Linked DNA regions of Oryzias latipes: regions 2, 3 and 4 are each linked to region 1. The links are chromatin contacts, called in public Hi-C maps. All regions are on one chromosome and are shown on one strand. Each heading gives the region's core, a stretch centred on a gene start, on an enhancer-like site or on the middle of the called end of the contact. The rest is flanking DNA. Distances are from core to core; before and after follow the strand shown. Region 1 holds the start of irx5 (iroquois-class homeodomain protein IRX-5). Region 2 holds the start of irx3 (iroquois-class homeodomain protein IRX-3). Region 3 has its middle 23 kb from the start of irx6. Region 4 holds the start of irx6 (iroquois-class homeodomain protein IRX-6).

Region 1 (2,855 bases), core at 186-2,685:
ACACTTGCAGCACACAAACATGAGTACACTCGTGCACGCGCTTCCATATAAGGCGCGCGCATCATAAGGCAACTCTGCTCCTTCAGCACACACTAACGCGCTGGCTTTAATCCAACTCTTAAACATTATTATTTATTTCAGTTTCCTATTATTGTAATTTTATTTCAAAATTGTATCGTTAAATCTTCTTTGGTTAGAGAAATTCAAAATGTTTGATTAATAAATGTATAAATTATCCTGCGATGATACGTAAGGCCAGGCACAATGGAGCCTTATTTTATTATCGTTTCTCACAGTTATATTTTATAGCCGTTAGGCCTGAAACAAATAGTCTTTGAGATATTTTGTTGACACAGAGCGTCAACAAATACAAGCAAAACAAACCAAGTCCAACTAAAATATGAAAATATACTTCTTGCTTAGACGCTAAAATCTGACAGTTGTCTGGCTTAAAAATAAAAGTGGAAAAAGCTCTCGTGGGCTGCCATGAGGGCGTGTTTCTGTTTTTCATAGAGTTCCGAGACTTCTTTGATTTTGAAAAAATAATTTAAAAAACGCTACAGAAGGTCATGAAAGCACAAAGCTGAGGGAACCAGGCTGTTTTTCTGTGAAACTTGTTTTCTGAATTTTTCCATTCAGTGATTTGAAGTAAATGCGCTCCTCCGTGACGCGCACGTCTCTTCCCAAACCTAAAATTTCACTCGCTCGACACTTTTTAGAGTTGTTTTCCTCGCTTTTACTGCTCGTCAGAGACGGAATAATCACCTTTAATTTACTCACCACGTACGAGGTGAATGTGGCAGCTGCCGCCGCGTCTGCACTGTACGGTAAGTGGGAGTTGTAGCCTGGCGAGGCGCTGCTGAACGCAGTAGATCCGGCATAGGGCGCGAACGCAGATCCCGAGGAGGATCTCCCAAGTTCCTCAGTTCTGGGTCCCGATATGACGCTGGTGCTGTACGCAGGGCATGAATACAGGGCTAAAGAAGCGGACGGCTGGTACAAGTAACCCTGAGGATACGCCATGCTGCTGGAGCCCGGAGAGTGTAAGCCACTTAACTTGCGCACTTTCTCCCCCTTATTATGTTCTCAGGCGCTGCTGTCGGAGCGCATAGAGCTGCGTGTCTGCAGACCAGCTGCCCGTCCGCTCCGAAGTGACAATGGTGAAGTCAGCTAGACTGTTTAAATCAAAACAAGCTTTTCAGGCAGGCAGCAACTCTCCGTCGGACGTTCAGTGTCGTTTCGTCTTTCTGCTGCTCCTTCACCGGACTTGGACCGCCGCTCTCATTCCAGTGCAGAACTTTTATTTTTTACCCGTCTGACTGGGGTTTTGCTTGGGAAAATGTCCTGCCAAGATGCTAAGTTGGAAATTGAGGATCCTGACGCCTACTACGCTGCGCTCCACGCTCCTCCTCTCTGGGTGTAGTCACCGAAGGGAAAGGAGAGCTTATGCTGGGGAACCGCAGCCCTACCCAAATCCATGCCCGCTCTGTCTCCCTCTCTTTCTTCCTCACCCCTCCCTCCTCTCGCGTTAACTAACAAGCTTTCTCATTCTGTGTTTCTCTGTTTTTTGCCTCTTTAACAAGCCTCGATGCAGTAAGCTTCAAGTTCGCCTGCCAGCCCCCCCATTTGGATGACGACGTCATGCGAGTCCACCAACTTTGCTCCTTTTCTTCCCAACAGAACAAACAGAAGTCCCGACTTTCACACTTGATCAATAACAAATCGGCTGCTGTGCGCCAGGATGTGGGCTTGGAGGAATTCAGAGGGAGCACCACAGCAGTGCGCTCTTTTTATTGGTCTTTCTGCGCGTTAAAAACAAATAAAAAGAAAAAAATGTCACCGCAAAAAAGTGCTTTAAATCAACAGACTGATGTTCTGCGGCTTTTCACGTGGATTACAACAGTTGCGCACGCCGACTCTCCAACGGCAGCTGAACGTTATTCGGTAAGACACATGTCGATTGAGAAGTTAGAATAAGGAAAGTTACAGAGCAAATAATGAAGCTTAAGCAAGTAGAAAGTTTTTTTTTTGTGTTTGGATTTGTGGAAATGTGGTTTTGCGCGTCATCGGTTGTGCTTAACTGATTTACTGTGGTGGATGAGGCTAAATATTTTTTTCCTCAATGGATTCGAGAATAAACCACTCAGATACAGGCTCTCAAAAAGTCATAAAACCCTCAAACCGGGGCAGATTAGTGCCATCTACACCAAATCCGCATGGACTAGTGGCTCTAATCTCATTTGATCGCGGCAGATACAAATCTTTTTTTTTTTTTTTTCTGAAAATCTAAACAGTATAAATATAAACACTGTTTAAAACCGTGGCGCATGCATAGCTACTGCATTTTATTATGTCAAACATAGCTATGTTATTTACAAAATTATGACTATTAATTATTAGTAATTGTTGTTAATTGCTTGTTTTTAACATGTGATATTTAAACAGATATTAGGACAAGCTCTCTTTTTTAATACAAATATTGTCATCTTTCAGGCATTTTTTTCAGGCATCTTAAAGCCGTTTTTATTCAGGTGATTGACTCCACAGTTCAAGTCTTAGATAAGCCGAAAGGGATCGCTGTAGGCGCTGCTAAAGAGTGTGTGCACTGGCTGTCACGTGTTTCTTACGCTCTGAAAAAAAGCCTCAAGAGAGCAAAGAATGATGACGCCGTTACACTGGAAACACACTCACACATTAAAAAATGAAGAAGAAAAAAAAAACTTGAACGATGTGGGGAGTGGGGGGGGGGGGGGATAAGGACTCATACACAAAGCAGCCCTACTTTATAGCCTAATGAGATAAAAGTGATACCATGAGACCTATTTCAATGCATCCACGTTTAAAAAAAGATCAAC
Region 2 (2,855 bases), core at 114-2,613, 200 kb after region 1:
ACAATGATAACTATCGGCTTCCAAAGCAGATTAAAGGTTTAGACAAGTTCAGGGTTCTTGGAAAACCTGATGGTTTTATCAGACCTGAACTGAGATTGATGGGATTTGATGGCGCTGTCAATAAGACTCTGAGGCTTAGATCCGGATACGGTGCGTGAAATAATAATTTAACTTCTGCGCTTGTTTTGCAAACGATTAACAAAGCAGATGCTGATACAAAGACGGGTCGAAATGCGATTATGATTACCCTTCACCACACACACACACACTTTTTGATTCATGGAAATTCAATTCTGACTCTCTTGTTTTGTTTTAATCCGCATTATTTACAAGAAAGACCAGGTTGCCTCCAAATTTTCAAATCGCGCTCTGTCTGAAAGAGCGTGTTGTTCTTCAGAAGATCAACCATGTAGCACTTTTAATATCCCCAAATTATTTCTGAATCTAAGCCGTGCGTGGAACAATCTGTCACGAATTATTATTATTATTATTATTATTATTATTATTATTATTATTATTATTATTATTATTATTATTATTATTATTATTATTGTAATATTTGTATTTTTCTATTGATTTAAGTTACTTGGAATCTTAATGTTGTTTCCCAGAATAAACATGTTTCCATCCCAATCCACTGAAATGTTTATCAGTCAGGCTATCACTGTCGCCACATTACACCGACTCTTCATTAACGGCGTCACGTGCCCATCAACGGCTCTCTTTGATGTCGAGCGCTTGCACGCGAGCCGTTTGATGTCCCAAATTAAAGAAGGACTTTTCTCCGCTTTTGCGCGGGTCCGTGACTCCTCCAAACTGCAGCAGAGGAACAGGGGGATCATGGAAAAGAAAGGGGAAAGGTGAGATTCTGGACCAGATAGATTTTTTGGAAGTTTTTACTATTAGTTTTTTGGTTTTTTTTGTGGTACATGTTTTATTTTATATGTACTTACAAATATACTTTTTTTATTTTAAGAAATGACATGTATCCTTTTTTTATTTTTTTTATTTAAATCATAAGAGTTTTATAATTTAAAAAATCATTTTAAAATAATTAAAATATATATCTTAAAACTTTTTTTTTTAGCTTTTGTGGCAAAAATGTCCAAATGTCCTCCCGAAAAACGGTGACGGGACAGGCGCTCATTTAGCGCATGAAATAGATTGGCGATCCATAAAATGAGATTTGAAACTCCATTCAAATAAGAGCTCGCTACGTCTGCACTTATCTGAGGGAGAGAAAGAAGGAGGGAGGGAGGGAGGGAGGAATGGAAGGAGCAGAGGGAGGGAAGAAGAGAGAGAGAACGCGCGCGCTGTTTGGTGTGCAGTTTGTAGCAGAGGGGTGAGATTTGAGAAATAGGAGGGGCTTCTAAACGACTAGAAATGTCAATCTGAGCAAGGGAGTCCCAATAATCTAAAGCAATCTGTAAGGACCTGACCTTAGTCCATCCAGATCAATAGGGAAGTGAGGGTGGAAAGAAGAAAAGGAGGAAGAAATAAGGGGCGCAACCGGATCGTTTACACTGGCTGTTCCCGAGGAAATATAGACTTCCCGTGCTTGCACCTTTTGTTGCGCACATGCTCACACTGTAAAAGTGGATATCGAGGCAATTTCCATTGCTTTGTGAGGTTGCAGCAGACTTTTCCCTCTTTTTTGCCACCAACATGTCTTTCCCTCAGCTGGGATATCAGTACATCCGACCGATATACCCGCCGGAGCGCCAAGGGATCGCCAGCAATGCCCGAGCTGGGACAGAGCTCAGTCCGTCTGGCGCACTCTCCAACGTCCTCTCCACTATGTACGGATCTCCTTTCGCCGCAGCCGCGCAGGGCTACGGAGCCTTCCTCCCTTACACAAACGATATATCTATTTTCAACCAGCTGGTGAGTGTCTCTCTCTTTTTTGTCTCCTCTTAAGTTTCTCCTCAACTTCTGCTGAAAATAAGTGGAACTTTTCTTTTTTTTTCCGGTGCGCATTTCTTGGCCAAACTTTCGGAGCACTGAACTTTGTCGTTTTGAGAAAATTGGCTGTTAAAAAGTGACGCATTAACACGTCGAGCGTAACGTTTCTGCTTTGTGCATAATTTCCAGAAATGCTAACAACGAGTTAAGAAAATGGTACAGTCTGCTACTGAAGTACCAGCCTTCCACAAAGACAATCATCTACGAAAGTTAAAGGGAAAAGTGAAGTGTTGGCTTAAAAAAATTCAATTTAGTCCAAATATTGATTTATTTATCAGAGATTTTATTTAAAAAATAAATTCATTAAATGTTTACTTTCTTAGTAGAAGTTCGTGCAGTTTTATTCCTTTGAATCATCATTTCACATGATTATTTTCTCCTGCTAAACAATTCCAAAGTAAGTGTCTTATGTTCTTGCTAACCCCTCTGGCTCTTTGTCTTTGCAGGGGGCTCAGTATGAACTGAAAGACAGTCCCGGCGTCCAGCACCCCGGGTTTGCCCACCACCACCCCGCTTTTTACCCATATGGTCAATATCAGTTCGGTGACCCGTCCAGACCCAAAAATGCCACCAGGGAGAGCACCAGCACTTTGAAGGCCTGGCTCAGTGAGCACCGCAAGAACCCCTACCCAACCAAGGGCGAGAAGATCATGCTGGCCATCATCACCAAAATGACCCTCACCCAGGTGTCCACCTGGTTCGCCAACGCCAGGAGGAGGCTAAAGAAGGAGAACAAGATGACCTGGGCCCCGCGGAACCGCACCGATGAAGAGGGGAATGTTTACACGAGCGATCACGAGGGGGAGGAGGGGGACAAGAGGGAGGATGAGGAGGAAATCGACCTGGAGAACATCGACACGGAAAATATTGAGAACAAGGACGACTTGGACGAC
Region 3 (2,855 bases), core at 151-2,650, 160 kb before region 1:
TTCTTTACGAGAGAAAGATGTGGCACACCTCAAGAAAAAAAAAAGATTCTTTGTGGGTGCAGCTCTTTTCCTTGAGCGCTGTCATTTTTCTACAATGTCTACTTTTTTTACATGAAAACATTTTTATTTGCTGACTTTTCAAAGTCTGTAATGTAAAAGTTTGCCGCCCTTCAAAATAATAATAATAAATAATAATACAGTTTTCCTCTAAATTAATTTGTTATTATGTGCCTGCCCACATCTTTGGGGCCTATAAGGAGTTGGAAAGCTGTAAGTGTTGCCAGCTTTGTGAAACACTTATGAATTGCAAATTCGGCATGTTTAATTAGGAAAAGCAGCTCAGGGAGACTTTCATTTTTATAATTAGTGACGGCAAGCAGAGACTCAGACCTTTAGGAGGAATGTGTAAGCTTTCTGTTGTGCTTACCTTACACATTCTGGCTGGGTCAGCCCAGGTGGTCAGTCCAAGAGATGACAGTTTTTCATCGTTTGGTCTTTCAGCGTGTGTGGTGGTAGGGATGGGTCACAGTTTGCTTTTTATTGCATAAAAAAGTACACAATAAGGCTAAACTATGATGCTAGCAGCATCAAAGCAGTCACTTGAGCTGGATTCTCTGAACTGGTTTTCAATTGAAAGTAGTGATCGGTTGTCTGCTTGCCAGTGGCCCCTGGGCTGCAAGCCCACCCATGACGGGGGGCTCCATGAAGGTACTTGTTTGTAATTGCAACTGAGAAAAGGTTTCCTAGAAGCATTTTTTTCTTTAATGAAGTTACTGGCACCGGCAAGTTGGTAAGTAGCCAAAAGGTTTTAGAGTTCTTAAGCAGAATGTTAATATAATTTGTCTTGCCAACCAGCAAAAAAGTGAATTTGGCACCAAGAGTAGCCATGAGCTGAAATCCCTATGCCAAATTTGTCATCCCTGTTTTTTTCTTTTTTTTTACTTTGAGGTAGGGTTGTAGAAAAAATGTAATTAAGGCCATTGTTGCAGTTCTCTGTAGGGGAGCATTTGCTTTGACTAAGCCTTGTAATTATGAATGATATCCTCTTTGGCCTGCTTTACTTTTTGTCCCTGCTGCAAATATTGGATTTGCTCCACACATCCCCGCAAGACGCAAGCTAATCTTTGACCTGGATTGTCGTCACCTGCATTTGCTGCAAGGAGCGATGTCGTTCCCATACCTTTAGCTCATTCACTTAAAAGCTTGCCATCTCATGAGTGACCGTGCTAACATGATGATCACAAAAAATGACCGCCCTGCTTGCAAAGAGGCCGAGTGATCCCATCAGCGTTGGGTTACCTGGCTGTCCTCCTGTTCACTGTACCTGTTAGGAAAGACATTAGAGCAGTGGTTTGGTACTGCTAAGGGGGATGGGATGACCTGAAAGGGTTTGGTTGATGGTGTGAAGGCTCCTACATTCCTGAGTGCTCTCTCGCTGAGTGTCTTGCCTGACCTAGCCAGTTCGGCTGAACACAGACCGGGCTTTCATTCCAACTATCCCCACAGCTTCAACTACTAATAAAGCTACCATTTGATCCCCTTGAATTTCTAAATCGGTCTCCGTTTGATTCTCTCTTCATGCTGCATGTGTTTTTCCACTTTGTTCTGAACAGAGAATCAGGTTTCCTCTCTCAGAGATAGACTGTTGTGAGTTGTGTATAAATGAACTGTCGGTGTGATAAGTAGTATCAAGGCTCATTAAACGTATTTGATTTCACTTTTCTTTCTGTGAAATACTGTTAGGACATTGACAGGGAACGTGTTGAAGAGTGCTTGAGTTATCTTGTGTTTGTATAAACTCAGTGGCATGAACCAATCACAAAAGAGGTGTGTTTAGATTAAAAAGTAAACCCTACTTCTTTTATTTTTCAAAAGAAATATGTATATTTTCTCATTTTGCATGGTAATGCATTCACTCAAACACTGTGAGTTTTTCATCAAATCAAAAAACAGGCAAAAATGGATGTTTTACTCTTTAGTGTTTCAGTAACTTCACTTTTAAGGCACACTAGAAGAAAGTACAACAGGTAAGCAATAGCTCACAGCACAAACCACAAGAGACGGCCTGGCTTGAAATTTACAGTTGGATTAGAGACTAAATGAGCAGACCTGTGGACTTTGGCGCCCCAGAAAATCACATGTTTACTTTAAAAGCCTGCTTCTCCAGTGTAATATGGTGAGCAACACCTATAAATTTAGGTGGCCGCCTCAGAGCTTGGTCAGTCATGAGTTGGTTGCAGTGTATTGTCTCTGTGTTGCACCCTCTGTTACGGTGGTGTTTAAGGAAATTACACCCCAGGCAGCAGGTGTCTGCAGGCTTTGTTCCCTGATTGTCTACTTGACAATGCTGTCTAATGATTCGGTGCACTGCACTGTATTTTTGTAATTATGCCTTAAACAGGATTTAATCATCATATAACCTCTCTATAATTACTTATACTTAAAGAAATAATAGACTTTGTGACCTTCAGCTTTGAAATTTAGTAGACTAAAGATATACTGTGCTAACGTTAATGGGTAAAACTAAAACATTACCAGCAGCATTTACAAGAAAAAAAGAAGAATATGAAAAAAAGGTAAATAAATTCATATTAACATACAGTACAGACCAAAAGTTTGGACACACCTTCCCATTCATTTGAATGAGAAGGTGTGTCCAAACTTTTAGTCTGTACTGTATATATGTACAAGAAGAAAGAAATTGTACCAGTAACCCATCCAAGATGTACCTTGCTTTAGGTTCTAGTCACTTTGAGCATTAAAGGAATTAAGTGGCTTTGAAAAATGGATAGATGGCTAAAAGGAATTGTCCAAAACAAGAACAGAATATGTGCAAAAGCAGCCCATTGAGAAAT
Region 4 (2,855 bases), core at 239-2,738, 140 kb before region 1:
TATGTGGATGCATGTGCAACACTCCTATGTGGCTCACGCTGTAAATATTTATTAAAAGAGAGAAAAAATATTTTTCTTCAATACATTTTGGTTAATTTTAAAATATATAATTTATTCTGCGTAAGCTTTTGTTTCATTTCCTTGTAACCTTTCATGATTCAAGGTAAGTTTTTTCCAGGACAGCAGCACCATTAACATTATCTGTTTTTCTTTTTTTTTAATAACATAAAATAAATGACCGCATGGTCACAGATAAACTTTAAGAGATTGTGGAGTTTTGCAGAATGCATGCGCTAAATCCAACTGCTCCAGCATTTTTAAAAAATATTATTGAGATCAAAGTTTTGCAAAAAAAACCAAACATCTTTTAAAAAAGTAAAATGTGATGCAATCTGTTTAAAGCTGAAAAATCTCACTGCTAAAAAGTTGTCACCTAAGTTTTCCATGAGAACTTCTGTCTCGAGTTGAACTTACCCAAATAAGTTCTATAAAACAGCTAAAAACAATACATTTTGCCTGCTGATAAAGCTTTAGGAAAGTTCGTCACTGCTGCGTCTTCTTCAATTTCAATTAATAAAAAATAGTAATAATAATGATACAACTTTTTTAAGTGAAAGCCCAATTCCAGTTTGTACAGTGCGCAGTCGGTGACATTCATCTCTATTGTCATCGTAAAAACACGTGAGTTCATTCATAATTCAGTGTAATTGGACACGGATGCGCGCAGGTATGTGGATATTTACTCTAATTACAAAAGCTCCACGGAACGCACAAGTTCTACAAGAAGCAGCATATGGCTTATTACTGTTTGTTCAAAAACACATTCTTAAAGTGAATAAAATATATTCTATCGTTTCTATAGCCTCAAGCATAACATTGAAAACAATTTTTAGAAATGGTCTTACCTGTGAAGTTGCATTGTAAGGATATCCAAACTGCGAGAAAGACATAGCTGCTTCTTTTGTTACCATCAAGAATATTCTTCACCCTTGATCGATTGCAACCAATTCTACTTCAAATCCACAGTCTTCCACACATTTCCACGCACGGCCTTTCGCTCAATAATAGATGACTTGACTCAAAGGAGGAAGACTTTAGGCAGGCACCAGCTGCAGATTGTTTTATATGAATGAATAATCCCCCCCCTAGGACCCGATGATAAATTAAATTAAGCGTCATTAAGTGCAAAAATAAAACAATGAAAAAAATATATAGAAAAAGTGTTGTTGTGTTAGCTGTAGGAGGCTTAAAGGATAACGTAAGTCCTCTAAGATATGGACTCTGCTTGTGCTATTATTTGTGGCTCTATAGTTCTTTAGCATTCATCCATGCAAGGGTATCAGCGTGACGTCATTGTAATCCCGGAACGGCAGGGTACCAAGGAGAGAATAATGTCTTTGCCAATCACAACCAGCGCAGGCTTTTCTTGAGGTGCACTGTACACTTTCTTGTTCCCCCTCACCCTTTTTTCCACCAAAAGGAGAAGTATTTCCTTTTATAGCCTTTATATTTTTTGAAATATCGAACTACTGTTATTTATCACTTAAGAGTAAAAGCATCTGTGAGCCAGTAAAAAAATTATTATGAACAAACATAATAAAACAGGTTTTCAGAGTCATAAAGATTTTTTTTTTCTAAAAACAAGAAAAGTTTATTTTGAAGAAAAAAAAACGGATTATTTTCTTTTTCTTTATTATTATTTTTTATTCTTTAGACCTCAGTTCGCCTCTGCCTCCCGAGCACAGGTCCACCCTGGAGTTAATTACGGTGATGTTTCTATCTTTCTCTATTAGAAAGAGGGGCAGTCCCAACAGAAACGGTTAGAGCGCTTTTTGGCAGGTCAATAGACCCGTGATTGATGCGTGCCTGGAGACCTACGTGACCATCACGGGTAATGCGTAATTGTATCAATTAACAAATGGATACATGCCCTTGTTTAACCAACGAGTAACAGGGTGAGAATTTGCCTTTGAGCTGAAATCAGAAGAGCTGTGCGGGGGAAAAAATAGATATTAGCAGCCATGCTCCCAAGTCTAATTAAATATCCGTGCAAGGGGGCGACGAGAATTGCATTTTAATTGAATGATGCGCACATGAAAGATGGGGAAGGAATGATGCTGCCTCTCACTGAATGAAAGGAGAAATGATTTTAAGCCTTATTAGATCAGCAGCTCAGTCATCACTGCTGCCCTCACTCTTCCCCATAAACACAAACCAGCTGTGCTTTTCTACTGTGCTGAGCTGGGACAGCCTGTGAGGAGAGGGTCCATTCATTTCCCCCTGCAGCCTACACGTATTTATACTGTCACTGACAGCAATGATGATCTCTGCTGAGGAGGAGTCACGTGGTCCGCTCCTGCTGAGGCCGTGCGCCAAATTGCCCCTGACACTCCCCCAGGAGACCGTCTGCGATTACGGCCTTTCTCTCCAAGGGGCGCCAAAGGGCCACGAGCACGAGACGTGAATCGCCTGTGAAAGATTTTCCACAGAGATGAAGTGGACGGAGTGGTCAGTTTCTTTTCCCCAAGCTTTCACTGCAGCTCTCATCCACTCCAGGCCTTTGCTCAGGAAGAAATAACTTTGGTCCTGCAAGAAACTTTCTGGATCATACCAAACCAAACTTAATTCAACATTCTATATATGCCTTCCTATTTATATTTACTTTTTTTGTTAAACATACAACTTGAAGGTGAAATATTGAATGCGTTTTATGCTGATTATTGTATTCAATTTAAAGGTGAGTTCTACAAAAAAGTTACAAATTATCCTCAGCTAAAAATAATTGCAATTTCAAATGGTTACATTTTTTTGTGAGAGCATTTAAAAATGAAGCATGTGGAAGAGTGAGCAACATG

The links. Hi-C and Micro-C count contacts between places; a contact is called where the count stands out from the background.
Region 2: a Hi-C map of embryo shows a contact between it and region 1, with 4 times the contacts expected there. The contact joins the promoter of irx3 here to the promoter of irx5 in region 1. A contact is called at or near these places in 5 of 5 Hi-C or Micro-C datasets (embryo, fibroblasts and gastrula embryo).
Region 3: a contact with region 1 is called in a Hi-C map of embryo, with 3 times the contacts expected there. The contact joins the enhancer-like site here to the promoter of irx5 in region 1. A contact is called at or near these places in 5 of 5 Hi-C or Micro-C datasets (embryo, fibroblasts and gastrula embryo).
Region 4: a contact with region 1 is called in a Hi-C map of embryo, with 3 times the contacts expected there. The contact joins the promoter of irx6 here to the promoter of irx5 in region 1. A contact is called at or near these places in 5 of 5 Hi-C or Micro-C datasets (embryo, fibroblasts and gastrula embryo).

What each region holds. Positions count from the first base shown.
Region 1 is chr3:29,153,942-29,156,796 of ASM223467v1, forward strand. It overlaps irx5 (iroquois-class homeodomain protein IRX-5), which reads right to left and starts at 1,436. Exons shown (of 3, transcript XM_004067314.3): 1 at 781-1,436. The coding sequence starts at 1,023. It overlaps LOC105357891 (a long non-coding RNA gene), which reads left to right and starts at 1,556. Exons shown (of 5, transcript XR_911697.3): 1 at 1,556-1,944.
Region 2 is chr3:29,355,023-29,357,877 of ASM223467v1, forward strand. It overlaps irx3 (iroquois-class homeodomain protein IRX-3), which reads left to right and starts at 1,364. Exons shown (of 2, transcript XM_011493347.3): 1 at 1,364-1,884; 2 at 2,409-2,855. The coding sequence starts at 1,666.
Region 3 is chr3:28,989,176-28,992,030 of ASM223467v1, forward strand. No RefSeq gene overlaps it. Among protein-coding and RNA genes, the nearest start is that of irx6, 23 kb to the right of the region's middle. Within about 2 kb of position 1,401, at least 2 of the 8 cell types and tissues checked have an H3K27ac peak or open chromatin away from gene starts, as enhancers often do. A contact at or near this core is called in embryo and gastrula embryo, where this site is marked.
Region 4 is chr3:29,011,788-29,014,642 of ASM223467v1, forward strand. irx6 (iroquois-class homeodomain protein IRX-6) reads right to left here and starts at 1,489. Exons shown (of 7, transcript XM_011493316.3): 1 at 906-1,489. The coding sequence starts at 971.